3 separate regions of the Mus musculus genome follow, and all the other regions are linked to region 1. Evidence: chromatin contacts called from public HiChIP or PLAC-seq and capture Hi-C data. All regions are on one chromosome and are shown on one strand. Each heading gives the region's core, a stretch centred on a gene start, on an enhancer-like site or on the middle of the called end of the contact. The rest is flanking DNA. Distances are from core to core; before and after follow the strand shown.

Region 1 (4,684 bases), core at 1,348-3,847:
GCAAAGCCTCATTAAAGGCTTCCTAAAGCTCAAAACACAGCTCTGTTGCATACTTCCGGGGTCAAAGCAAGTTACAAGTCCAGCTAGATTCAAGAAGGTGCACAAAATAAAGTCTAGTCACTTGCTGGAAGAAGCAGGCAGGAACACGCAATGGACATCATGCTGACCAACCTATGTAGCGATTGGCTAAGCTATAGTCCCCAGTCCTTCAGTCAAATACTATTCGAGAAAATGCTGTGAAGTGTTTGTGAAGGTATTGTAACATTTCAAGCAACAGACTTTAATGACAGGCAATTGATCTTTCTGATGTAGGTAGATCCCATGGAGTCAACTGAAGGCCTAAGAAGTGAAGATGCAGGTTCCCTAAAGAAACAGTTCTGCCTTTCGACAACACAAGCACTACTGAGTTCTGCCTGAGTTCCATTACTGGTGGGATATATAGATTTTGGGTTCGAATCCGCCACATCAACACTTAATGGTTTCCTTTTTAAAAAATCTCTCTCTCTCTCTCTCCACCCCATCCCTCTCTCTGTCTTTCCCTCTCTCTTCTTCCTTCCTTCCCTTCCCTTCCCTTCCCTTCCCTTCCCTTCCCTTCCCTTCCCTTCCCTTCCCTCCTTCCACCATTCCCCCTGCTGTATGCACTACCAACTCAGCCCATTTTGTGTTTCAATAACATAGTACCTGATACCAGGCAACTGATAAGAAACAGAGATCTACTGCTAACAATTCTGAAGGCTAGGAAGCCCAAGGTCACGGAATTTAAGGAGGGCACTACTTGCTGGCTCATCCCATGGCAGAAGGCAGAACATCAAGGAGAGAATTCTTATCATTAAAGCGCCTTTGTAATCAGCATTAATCTATCCATGAGGGCACAGCCCTTGGGCCCCAACTGCCCCTCAAAGGTCCCACCTCTCACCTTAATTCTGTTGCACTAGAATTAAGTTTTCAAAGCATATATTTTGTGGATTATGTTTGAACCATAGTGTGTGTGTGTGTGTGTGTGTGTGTGTGTGTGTGTGTGTGCGTACATATATATTCTATACTCTATGGCTCTATTTCTCTGGACACTCCTGGCAAACAAAAGACATCTGGTCAGAGCATAGGACTGTAGGATAACTGTCCACTCCTTTGAAGACACAGTGACTGACCCATTTTTAGTGTGGAAACCAGAGTGAAGCAATCACGGACAAGCTGCCTTCCAAGGCCATTCCCCTTTTCTTGCTTTGGCCAGGATTTGTAGCGACCATTGTTGCTTACATGCTACAACGGTGTTTGTGAACGCAATCTCTTTCACATAACTTCACCGACCCATTGAAATCTCTACAGAGCCAGACAGGCAACCTCTTCTAGTCATTTCGGTCGGCTGCCTGACTAGTATGGTAAACTATGGGGGCTCACATCAGGGAGCACAAGGTGTGCCTGAGTCTGTGACATGGGGTCTATTCTTAAAGATGGAGCGAAGTATCAGGAAGCCACCAAGGGATGGAGCAGCAGCAACAGCAGCAACTGAACCACTGCCTAGAACTTGACCACCACTAACAGCGCTGACCAGCCCTGCTCTCTGGACTGAGTGAGTGCTTCCCATACAATGTCTCGAGAAACCAGAGGCACAGAACCCATAAGCACTACACAGGATCAACCAGGGAGTCTTTAACATCCAGTTTCACCCAGATACTCATTTTCAGGGGAAGAAACTGGTTTAGTACAGCAAAGATTTGACCCAAGCCCTTAAGAGATGTTCTCTGAGGCTCACTGTTCAAGTTCAGAACATAACTTGTATTTCCCAGGATTTTTGTGGGAGAATTGGATGAGCTCACAGATACAAACAATCCTTATGAAGAACAGAGCAGCAGCACATAGATTAATATGTGCCATTGCATCTAATATGTGCCGTTGCATCTAATACGGGATTACCTGGCCACCCTGGATCCATCACAGCATATCCACTGCTTAGCTGAAGGCCAGGCAAACATCCAGATCCCAGCACTGCCTTTGCTCTGATGTGTGAAGCCAGAGAGGCGTCCAAGCAGGCCCTGTGGTGCCAGTGATAACTACCTGCCTGGGCACGGAGAAGCTGTTCCCATGTCGGCCTGATGGAGGGGCTTGAGATTTTTCGCTCAGCAATGCGCTTTTCTCCAGAAAGGCCCCACGGGAGTTTCTCCAACCACATGGTCTGTTCATGGGCCTGTGTAGTCAGGCAGCGGTGCCAACAAGAACATTCCCCAGGGACTGCCTGGCAGGAACTGCTGGCCAATCAACTGCGCCAAAGCCTGCCCCCTGGGCATCTTCATAGGCCCCCTCGACAATCTCTAGGCAAGAGGGACTCTGGAATTTACAAGGCCAAAAAGAGGCTCTTAAATAACTTTTAATTTATTTTCAAAAGAAAATGGAAGGGCGGAGGCTGTAACACACACCCTCCAAAGAGGGTGAGGCAGTGGAAGAGCTATGCCAGCCACACGGCAATGGCCACGCAGGCATCCACTGTAAGTGATTCATTCTGAGAGAGAAGGCCCACAGGACCAGGACCAGAACTCCTTAATCTGCCACTTGAGAGCTTCTCTGAGTGGCACCAATCAACCTTCATACACTCACTTCTCCACACATGAATGAACCTTTCTCCACACATGAATGAACCCACAACTCTCAGGCAACACAGTGGTCATACATTCAGGTTTCTCACCAGCAGACTTCTAATCCAGGCGTCACCTCAAAAATATGTGACTTTGGGCAAGTTGCATATGTAACTTCTCTGACCTAACTTGGAGTCCGAATCCTAGAAAATAATAGCACTTACTATTAGTTATTATTAATTAAATGAGATTCTACATAGAAAGCCAGCAGCAGCTTGCCTGACTTGGGATAAAACTCTGAGTAACAGGAGTAGCCGCAACCAAGCCAGTTGCCTGTCCATGATGTCTCTTCCCTGAGCCTCATGCTTTCCCAGCCCCTACCAATGCAAACCCAGCCCAGGATTCACAACTCTAGTTGCTCCGGCCCCTCTCAGCTCTCTCTCCACCCTGACCCTCAGTCTTCCCCATCTCGATCTGGGAAACAATGTTCATCAAAGGTTAGCAGCCACATGGATGGAAGTCCTGCTGCGATCAAGCCCAAGCTACTGTGATGGCTCATCAGCTGGCTACCCACCAATCCCTTGGCCTCCCTGGACCTTGTTTCTTCCTCTTCTAGAAGAGGAGAAACAATCAATCCCCTTCTGCTTCTGGAACATCAACTAGATGGCATATGTGAAAGGATTTGTAGATTCTTAATGCCGCGGTGTGGTGGTGGGGATTTAAAAAAATTGTTTGATTTTAGGGTGTTTTTACTAAGCCATAAAAATCCCCTTCTCTTTTTCTCTGGTTCTACAGTCCATAGTCTGTAATACTTCCGTTGGAAACTTAAGTGTGTTTTCTCAGTGACCCCGGAGCTGTGTTACTGAGGAGCAGATTCGACATGGAAGCCGTACCCGTGGCCCTTCTCCACGCGCCTCAGGCTCATCCTACTCCTCATGTGCAAGGTGCTCTATAATTTACAAAGCACGCGTATGTCCTTGTGTCAGCCCGAGTCACTGTGTTCCCAACAAATCCAAAGCACCCAATGCCACATTCACAAAGGGCCAAATGCTTGTAAGAAATGGAACTCTTCCTAATGCCAGATCACACACACAGAAGAGCCTTGGCTCTGCAGCCTGCCTGCTAAAATGTCTCCTTCCTTTGTTTTATTTCTAAAAAAAAAATTCAAAGTCCAGCCAATCTTCTTCCCTAACAACCATGCACTGAGACCCCCATTTACCAACACAAGCAGCCTGCCCGGGTCGTAGAGTATCTTCTGCCAGCCTGTTTCCCCCATTTTCACTGCTGACTGGCATTCCTTTGACAACTTTCAGTTAAGGATATTCACAGTGCTTCACCTGCTCTGTTTTGTTGAGCTAGGGGAAGCAGTCTATGATGGGATTCATCTGTAATCACAAGCACCTAGCTGAGCCTAGAAACTACAGCCTTTATTGTTCTAGATTGCTTCTAGAATTCCATTTAAGCAATGAAAAGCCTACAAGGGAAGAAAGAGAAGCTGAGACGATGGCCCAGTAGGTAAGGGTACTTGCTGCCAGGCCTGTACCTTGAGTTCCATCCCAAAACCCACATGTGGAAGGAAAGAACTAATTCCCATAAGGGGTCCTTTGACCTTTATTTCTGTGCCACAGTATGTGCATACACACACACACACACACACACACACACACACACACACAGAGAGAGAGAGAGAGAGAGAGAGAGAGAGAGAGAGAGAGAGAGAGAGAGACTAATTAACTAATTAATGTAAAAAATTAAAAGAAATTGGGGCTAAAATATCTAGCACAATCTTTGAACTTGGGAACTAGTCTGCAAATAAGAAAAAAACACTATCCCATTTAATGTATCTGGTTCAATGTGTGGCATTCAGTTAGTTCTATGCAAAGAAATTCAGTTTCCTTATTGGCTACATGAGAGAATGCCAAGATGAAGTATATAGCAAGAGCATACCACACATATTGCTGATGAAAAGATACCATCAGGAAGCTATGCAGACATGGCGGACAAGTCAGAACACCATCTCAGGATAAAGGCACAACACAGCTCCACAGACAAATATCCTCAGGACCGTGAAGAAAGCAAAGCCTAAAGCCGAGTTAGAGGATCTCCAAGAGATC
Region 2 (4,322 bases), core at 990-3,489, 940 kb before region 1:
CTAGTATGCCTTACCAGAACACTGGGTTTCCCCGTGTGTATATAGAGTCTGCCCGGTGAGATAGATAGTTATTATTTTAAGTTGAGGATGGGGTAAACTCAAGTGGCAGGTGGGTCCCTTCATGTCACACAGCAGGAACACCAGGGAGGTTCTGTAGACAGTGTGCCTCCTACCATTGTCTTGAGTCCCAGGTGGGCTCCTCAGGTATCCACTGATCTTTCCGCCCTCTCTCTAGACTTAAAGTTAAAATCCCAAACGCAAAGTTTGTTTTCTTAAGAAGCACAGAGTCTTCCCTTTGTTTCTGACTTTTGATAAAGGCAGCAGCCCCAAATCCCCTTTCCTGAGGCCCTTCTTTCTGAGAAGGGTGATTGACCATGTCATGGTTTTTCTCTTTAAACTCTAGCTCCCACAAAGATTGCTGCATACAACATAAACCACGCGTGCTTCTTGCTGGAGCAACCCAGCCTGTGCCGGTCCCAGCCCAGCAAGGAGTGCCTTCCTTAGGCTCCTCTAGCAGAGTTGGGAGCCACGCACCTTGAGAGAGGGTCTATGGACCACCACCATGCCCTCTAGGCAGAGCTGGGTCCTGGGATTCTCTGCTATTTTCTTCTTTTACCTAAACCTTTGCCAACCTTTATTTTCATTCTTGCAAAGAACAAATGAGCCCATATTCAAACTCAGGTGGGTTTGGAGTGAGCCGCGAAACACACACAGCATCGACTCCACTTTTCAATCTGGGAAGTTAAAGAAATGGATAATTGGTAAGTCATCCTGCCTCCCAAGTCTACTCACCAACTGCAGTGTAATCTGTGCTGGAGGAAAGAGTCAATGTGTATCATGATGGAAGCCCTGGGTGTATTTCTGGAGAATTCTGGAGCTAAAGGAAGCACTGTGCTACCCATCCTTTCTGTTTTAAGGGCATGGGATTGTCTGGTCCCGCGGTCCTTGAACTTGAAAGTGTATTAGCATTGTGTAGCATGCTTGTCCAAGCACAGATTGCTAGCCTCGCTCTCTGGGTATCTGATTCCAGTGAGTCAGGCATCATCAGATGCATAGTAGCCATGAAGAAATATTGTGGACCCAATGTGTTGGTGACAACATTTGTTGATTCTCTGTTAGGAGCTGGTGAGTGGTGACACATTGAAAATAGCATGGCCTTGTGAGTCACCATGTGGGTGCTGAGATTTGAACTCAGGACCTCTGGAAGAGCAGCCAGTACTCTTAACCCCTGAGTCAACTCTCCAGTCTAGGATGGTCTTGTGATAGTCTGTAGGGAACATGTGAAGTCTGGAGAGAATGTGTATTGTGGGCATGGGCATGGCCATGGCCATGCTGCATCCCCAAGGGAGTGTGAAAGCCCTCACCTGGTGTGGGATGGATGATAAGGCCGGCCTCAGGGTCTGAGTGTGAATGTTGACTTTATAGAAAACATCCACTTTCTCCTCCCAGATACTCACAGCCTGAAGACTGCTCCTACTGAGATCAGCTAAGCCTGCCTTCCTAATTCTGTACACAATAAAAGCTGCATTTTCAGCTTTAGACAACAAACTTGCCTCCCTGTTCAACTATATATAACAAACATGCTGAACTTCTAAGGTGCTGTGGCTTCTTCATTGGAAAGCCCAGTCTACCCTATCCCAGCTTTTCTGTGTGTCTGTCTGTCTTATCCTTATTCCCTTGTCACCCTTAGTCAGGATCCCAGGGTCGAAGCCATGCAAGCAGCAGGAGCAGATCATTCATAGGCCAGCCCTGGGAGACACTAAGCTGGGGTGATGTAGAACTCTGAAAAGTGAGAGACAAGCCCGAGCTATATGCATTTCATTGAGAGGGAGAGAAAGGCACAGACCAAGCAATTTCAGCAATGATTTGAGCTAGAATTGGGGGTGGGTAGGGGAGTCACAGGCTGCAGAAGGAATACACATTGGTGAACTGAACCTGAACGGAGTTGGAGGCAAAAGCCAAAGAGGTAGTAACACAACTGAGGCCTGAAGAACGAAGAAAAAGGAAGGTACAGCTTGGCACATTTGAGGAACCGAAATCATCATGGCAGAGCGCACCATCCAGGTGGCCTGGACTGTTGCATGAGAGTTAGGCCAGATTTGAAGTAGGTGGGGGGTTGGGGCCAGAGGCTTCCCTGTGAGAATAATGGCAGAGGGGAAATGGTAGACCAGATAGCCCTTGCTGGGAGGTGAGAAAGGAACAGGGCAGGGGAAGGTAGAAGAGTCTGGCTATCCTATGATGTGGCCAAGTCTTACAACATCTCCAGGGCATGAGATCACTCTAGACTGTGTACGGGCTAGTTTTGTGTCAACTTGACACAGCTGGAGTTATCACAGAGACAGGAGCTTCAGTTGAGGAAATGCCTCCATGAGATCCAACTGTAAGGCATTTTCTCAATTAGTGATCAAGTGGGGAAGGCCCCTTGTGGGTGGGACCATCTCTGGGCTGGTAGTCTTGGGTTCTATAAGCGAGCAGGCTGAGCAAGCCAGGGGAGGCAAGCCAGTAAAGAATATCTCTCCATGACCTCTGCATCAGCTTCTGCTTTCTGACCTGCTTGAGTTCCAGTCCTGACTTCCTTTGGTGATGAACAGCAGCATGGAAGTGTAAGCCGATTAAACCCTTTCCTCCCCAACTTGCTTCTTGGTCATGATGTTTGTGCAGGAATAGAAACCCTGTCTAAGACAACTAGTGTCTTCAAGAGAGCCTTCTGGGAAACATTAAGGATGGGAGGCAAAAGGAAAAAAAAACCTGTAAGTGATAAACAACTCAAGAGGAGGCACAGGGACATCACTGAACAAGAAGCATGGGGCCCAGCAGCCTGGCCTGGCACAACTATGCAGACAGTGACAGACATGTGACTCGGCCAGGGTGCTTCCCCGTCATCCTTCTCAAAGCCCTGTGAGTTCCGACACAGCCTCAACACTCAGCAGCAGATGAGGGTCACTTCTTCACTTGACAGAAGAGCAAACCAGCACAGCCAGGCAGGGGAACTACAGGAGGCAGGATGTAGCATGCACGGCATGAACGTCTGTTCTTTCCGAAGAGTGACCTTTCTCCTGCCTTAGAGGCTCCCAGGGAGTAACAGTGTGTTCTGCTCCCTGGCAGGCCCTGTGCTGCTCTCTCACCTGTTCTTTCCCCCTCTTCTACTTATCTCCTAAAAACACCATCAACATAGAAAACCACCCTTGCCCTTCTTGTGCAGCCACTAGCCATGTTGGGGATGTTTGCACACACATCTTGTGGAATCTTTGCCACCAACGGCCAGGGATGGTGACAGGCTGGATGTTGGAGAGAAGCGAGACAAAGCCCTGACCTCAGCTCTCACCGTGAGATGGTGGAGCTGGGACCTCAGCCCAGATCTGTTTGATTTCAAATGTGTAGAGTAAACAATAGTAGGGGGCAGGAAAGGCTTAGAAACCAGATCCTCTGCTGAGGGTCAGCATTCTGTGGGAAGAATTTCCGGAACATGATATACACTTCTCCAGACTCCTACCTACGCACATGCTGGCTTCTCTGTGCACACGCGTCTGCCCATCCTTAAGAATCTTGACTGTCTTGCTGCGAACCTTGGCCTGTGTCCGTGTCTAGATCCCGCTCATCTGTACCCAACCCTGACCTGAATTTAACAGTCTTCCTCTTTTTTCTTTGAGACAGGGTCTCACAATGTCACCTTGGTTGGCCTAGAGTTTACTACATAGTCTAGTCTGGTCTTGAACTCATAAGGATCTTCCAGCCTCTGCCAGTCCTGAATGTTGTGTTAAAGGCATGGGCACCATTATGCCCAGCCAAAACATCCCAAAGGATGTCTTTCCAGGTATTTTGAAAATCACTTTGAATGTGAAGAAACAGTTCTTTAATGGATCTCTGACCACTCAATACTAGGCACAGAACTGCACACACAAGGCTCCGTGATCAATTGTTATTGGATATATGAGCAAATAAAATGAACCTTGTCTTTAGATGTGTTTCCCCACAGTTGGCCAGGATCCCACTCTCAACATTAGCCCTGAGGATAGTGAGAGGGTGAAATGAAGCCCGTCGCTAGCCAGCCTGGGAGTTCACGACTCAGCCCTGTCCCAGGAGGCTGCAGTTACCAACCGTCCAGGGCTTTTGTTCCGGGTTTGCACCATTCCCTGCTGCTAGAACTGTGTATGTAGGTGGCGAGCTTCTCAATGAGATTCACAACCCACACCCCAGCTCCCCTCAGGATGTGTGTGTGTGTGTGTGTGTGTGTGTGTGTGTGTGTGTGTGTGTGTGTGTGTGATGCTATTGTTTATTTCTTAGCCGCCTTAGCAATCATCACACCGGACCAATGAAACAGC
Region 3 (4,302 bases), core at 729-3,228, 970 kb before region 1:
TTTTGGTTTGGTTTTTAAGACAAGGCTTCTCTGTGTTGTAGCCTTGGCAGTCCAGGAACTCACTCTGTAGACCTGGCTGGCCTTGAACTCAAAGATATCCACCTGCCTCTGCCTCCTGGATGCTGGGATTAAAGACGTGCACCACCACCACCAGCTTGCTGAAGGCACTCCTGCCAGTGACTCTGTATTCTATCCACCACGAACAAAGAAAGGAAGAGCTGACCATTTTCTTTTAGGTTAGGACAAGTGGTATACATTACTTTCAAATCCCATAAGCTGGCCTATGGCCACACCTACCTACCTCTGAGGGAAGCCTCAAGCTCCCTGCCCCCGACAATCTCTTCAGTAGGATAGTCTCGTGACCTGTTAATAATTCTTGTTAAACATAGACAAAGGAGTCCAGCAGGAATTCCTCCACTGAGACCTAGTTTTCTCTCAGGCTTGGGAAACCTGCTTTCCTTGAGAGCAGTCCAGGTAGAAAATTACATGATGTGAGTAGAATCCAAAATTTTAAAGTTCAACAGCAGCTCAAAGGTCAAGATAACCCAATCTCCTTTGTTTGGTGAAGATATGATGAACCCATTAGGCAGAAGAAGCAACTCGGGACACAGAGGCAGTGTGTGATTTGTCCATGGTGATGTGGTCAACAGTACCAGAAGCTAATCTAGAGCAGATAACCCTACAGACTGGTGGGACTCACTGGGCACCTGGAAGATCCTTGGCTCTTTGAATATATGCTCCCATGATGCCTAGCTGGTGATGAGGACTCATTGCAGGGACATCATTGCAGTCAGACACAGCTGCCTATAGATCCTGATGCTGCATCTTATTCTGTCCCATTTGGCAGGCATTCCATCCTCTAGGTATTTACCATCCTTGAGAGTATCTTCCTTCTTTCTCCCTTCCCTTTTCTTCATCCCCTACTACATCTCTCCTTGCCCACCTCCTCTCCTTCATCCCATCTGCATGCTGCTGTCTTCCTCTCTTCTCCCCTGCCCTCTTTTCTTTTTCAGGGAATATTCTCAGTGAAGGAACCCAGACTGGGATTTACAAGTGTAAACTGGAGGCAATATACTTCAGTTCTTCCCATATATTTCTTCCTATGTATTCTCTCCTTTCTTTTCCACCCCTTAATTCTCCCTTGTCCCCTCCCCCCCACACACAGTCCAACTTCATACTATATCTTTCCCCAACAAACTTGCTGATTCCAAAACCTAGAGTAAATCAACAGTTGCTACACAAGAGAGTCTTCCAAGAGCTTAACCCCCAGAATTGGTTTGCCCTAACCAAAATTTTACTTACTTTTAACATTTCTGTTTGTTTTAATCAAGAACTACGCCTGGGGTTTCCCCCTCTGATTCTCTCGTTGCTGGCCCCTGATGTAGCCACAGTCCCTTTTTCTATCTGCGTTCTGAATGCTTTAATTATTTACATATATTTCATGCTTGTGGTGGGTGTTTTCCTCCTTGCCTTTACAGCAGTTTTCTACAGTTCCCTTGGGGGCAAAACAGTACATCTGTATATCAGGCAGGGGTGCTGAGAACCTGATTAAGAGGGGGTGCTTAATAATCTGTACTAGCAAGACCTGTGACTGCAAAGAAATGAATGGATCAGGGGGTACAACTGGAGAAGTCCTCTCAAGAAAAATCTTGAAGCATATTTAGAGGTTAGCTTTCTTTCAGCGAGAACCTTTTGCCATGCTTGCTTCTTTTCATTGCCAGAGTCCCTATTCAGTATTTAGGAAGAAAAGGAGTGGGGAAGGAAGTAGGGAAGGAAGGAAGGAGAAAAGGCAGGCAGGCAGGAAGGCTTATTAAATATTAAAAGTACCGTCTCCCTTTATCTTGGAGATACTCAGAGATGTAAATGCTATCACTGTATCACCTGAAGGGTAGAATCTTGCCCAAAGGAGGCTAATTGAGGCTCAGGTAGATGAAGTCACTGGTTACACATCAGATATGAAGTGAAAATGAAACTGGCCAAGCTCCTGCTGAACCTCTGCAGTCAACCACCAACACTGCCGCGGGTGGGAAGGCAGTGCACAGACTGGTGTTAGGGATTCTTCTAAACAGTATAATAACAAAATCAGGATCTGGAGACAAATCCCTCTGACCCCTGGTTTTCTCATCAGTCATGTAGGTTGGACTCTCAATGCTGGCATTCCAGAGCTGTGGTACAGCCCAACTCTAAATTCCTCTGCCCCGGTGTGAGCCATTAAAACATGATAGATCCCTTCAAGAGGAGTGATGTTTCTTTAACTAGATTGCCAAGGTCAGGCCAAGCAAACTTATTTGGGGTTTATGATGGGAGTGCTCTTAATTGATTGGGGTGAGCAGTTCAAGCTATGCTAGAGGACCGGCTCTTCAGCTTTAAGTTGGAGGGGACTGAAGCCTAACATGATTTGAGGTTGTTTGGTGACAGTGTTTGGTGACAGCACCACTCTTCAACAGCTGACCAGGGGCCCTCAGAGCCCAGCAGCTCCCCACTCCCTGGAGAAGAAGGAGGGAGTATCAAGCAGGAGATAAGTATGCTGCCTTTGTCATTGGGAAGTCATCTCAAGTGTCTGGGGCTTTCCTGTCTTCTACTCTCTCACTGCCAGGAGGTGTTTCCAAGAGGTGTGTCCCTCTCCCTCCTCCTCCCCCTCTCCCTCCCCCCTCCCCTCTCCCCCTCCCCTCTATATCCTGTCTTAGTCTCTGTCTCTCTGTTGTCTCTGTGTAAATTTTTCTCTCTTCTCTTAAAGATATTTTATTATTCTTTACTTAAAAACATTTAGGACATCAGCCAATGTTGAACTGTTTTCCTTTTGAGAGTCCAGCCATCACCTGTTTCTAGTCTCCCGACCTTTGCTTCTGGGCTCTTTTGGCAAAGATTCGTTAATAGGGCACTGGTCCTCACTGAACTACCTCAGATGCCAGACACCATGCCTTCCACCGTGCCCTTTAGGAAGCACTGTGTTCTTTCTACACACAAATTGTAGAGTAGCAATTCCGTGGCCCTAGTCTGCCTACAGGAAGTTAACAGGGGGAACCCCTTCTTCACTGGGTTCAGAATGCTGTACAGAACACTAGGAAACAAAGGTTGGATATATTCCCAGGTCACCTGGTGACATTTTGAAGACAGTTGAAACCTTGCAGGCAGGGTAGCATGAGCCCAGAAGTACAGATATTGAAACTGTCTACCCAACACCTTCTCATCTGCTCTCAGGGGAGGAATTGGAGTCAGATCCAATCTGTAGACATCAGAGCTTCTTACTGTGTTACATCTTTTCTGAGCTTGTCACTGTGAAAGGTAGAGTCCCACTGTCGCTGGATGAAGCCAGAGAGCCTGAGTGACAGGTGAAGAAGGAGCTGATGAGTCGGGGGAGGGGGTGGAATAGGTGGAAGGCTGCCACCCCAGCTCCAGCTTGCCAGCAGTCACCACACAAAGCTTATCTCTAGTTTCTAGGGCTCTGGATTTTAGTCATAGCCAAGTGGACACTGAAATGCTCATTAATCCTTATAGTGATGGATGCTTTTGATGTGGTTTTCATAGTGTCCACTTGGCACAAGAGTCCCTAGGTGATCCTGATTCCTGTAAACCTACAGTATGATTGTCGATTAGCAGTATACAGGCCTAGTACTTTTCCATAATGTTTTCTTTTATTCTTCTTTTCAAGCAAGACTGACTTTACTGGTTAAATTACTTGGAGAGGGAGAGAAAACAGAAACAACAGGCTGCTGGTGTTAAGGAGTGTTACTCTTTCACGAGCCTAAAGCCAAGAGGCAGAACCATGAGGATCTGAAACCGAAAGTCCAGGGTCCCTTGCTTGCACATGTCTTCCTTTTCACACTATTTCCCCCCTATTATTTCATTCCATACTTAATTTTTAATAATTTTCTTAATGGGAGCCCACTGTACATTCTAATTTCAGGGTCTCACGAAACCTGGAGTATTGCATAGGGAACTTTGGGGACAGAGGTAGCTCAAGGCCTTCAGAAACCACTGGAGGAAAATCAGGTGTGAAAATACATGATCTTAACACAGGGAGTGAACAACTATGGTAGAAGAGTTAGGGCTTAAGATCCCTGCACCATCACCTGCCCCAGTTCATAATGCAACTATATTTTGCAATAGAGGTTTTAGATAGTTAAAGTGGAATGAGATTTTGAAGTGGATTTTTATTTAAGGACCCTTAATCCTGCTCAAAGAAAAAAGAAGTCCCAAAGACGTAGTCCTAGAGAGGAAAGACCATGGAAGGATACAGAGGAGGCAGCTGCTGAAAGGTGGAGCAGAATGCTCTCAAGGAACCAGTTCCCAACACCACCA

Evidence for each region. HiChIP or PLAC-seq counts read pairs in DNA pulled down with a chosen protein or histone mark. Capture Hi-C pulls out chosen DNA fragments and counts their contacts.
Region 2: a capture Hi-C map of embryonic stem cells shows a contact between it and region 1, with 4 times the contacts expected there. The contact joins two enhancer-like sites. A contact is called at or near these places in 1 of 15 datasets of contacts at CTCF or cohesin (large pre-B cells), 1 of 484 Hi-C or Micro-C datasets (myocytes), 3 of 115 datasets of contacts at active chromatin or transcription factors (embryonic stem cells, fibro-adipogenic progenitors and large pre-B cells) and 1 of 9 other capture datasets (embryonic stem cells).
Region 3: an H3K27ac HiChIP or PLAC-seq map of large pre-B cells shows a contact between it and region 1, with 7 times the contacts expected there. The contact joins two enhancer-like sites. A contact is called at or near these places in 1 of 15 datasets of contacts at CTCF or cohesin (embryonic stem cells), 3 of 115 datasets of contacts at active chromatin or transcription factors (embryonic forebrain, embryonic hindbrain and large pre-B cells) and 1 of 9 other capture datasets (embryonic stem cells).

What each region holds. Positions count from the first base shown.
Region 1 is chr4:106,218,689-106,223,372 of GRCm38.p6, forward strand. No RefSeq gene overlaps it. Among named protein-coding and RNA genes, the nearest start is that of Gm12724, 16 kb to the right of the region's middle. Within about 2 kb of position 2,598, at least 14 of the 459 cell types and tissues checked have an H3K27ac peak or open chromatin away from gene starts, as enhancers often do.
Region 2 is chr4:105,283,577-105,287,898 of GRCm38.p6, forward strand. No RefSeq gene overlaps it. Among named protein-coding and RNA genes, the nearest start is that of Gm40217, 33 kb to the right of the region's middle. Within about 2 kb of position 2,240, at least 32 of the 459 cell types and tissues checked have an H3K27ac peak or open chromatin away from gene starts, as enhancers often do.
Region 3 is chr4:105,250,788-105,255,089 of GRCm38.p6, forward strand. No RefSeq gene overlaps it. Among named protein-coding and RNA genes, the nearest start is that of Gm40217, 66 kb to the right of the region's middle. Within about 2 kb of position 1,979, at least 19 of the 459 cell types and tissues checked have an H3K27ac peak or open chromatin away from gene starts, as enhancers often do.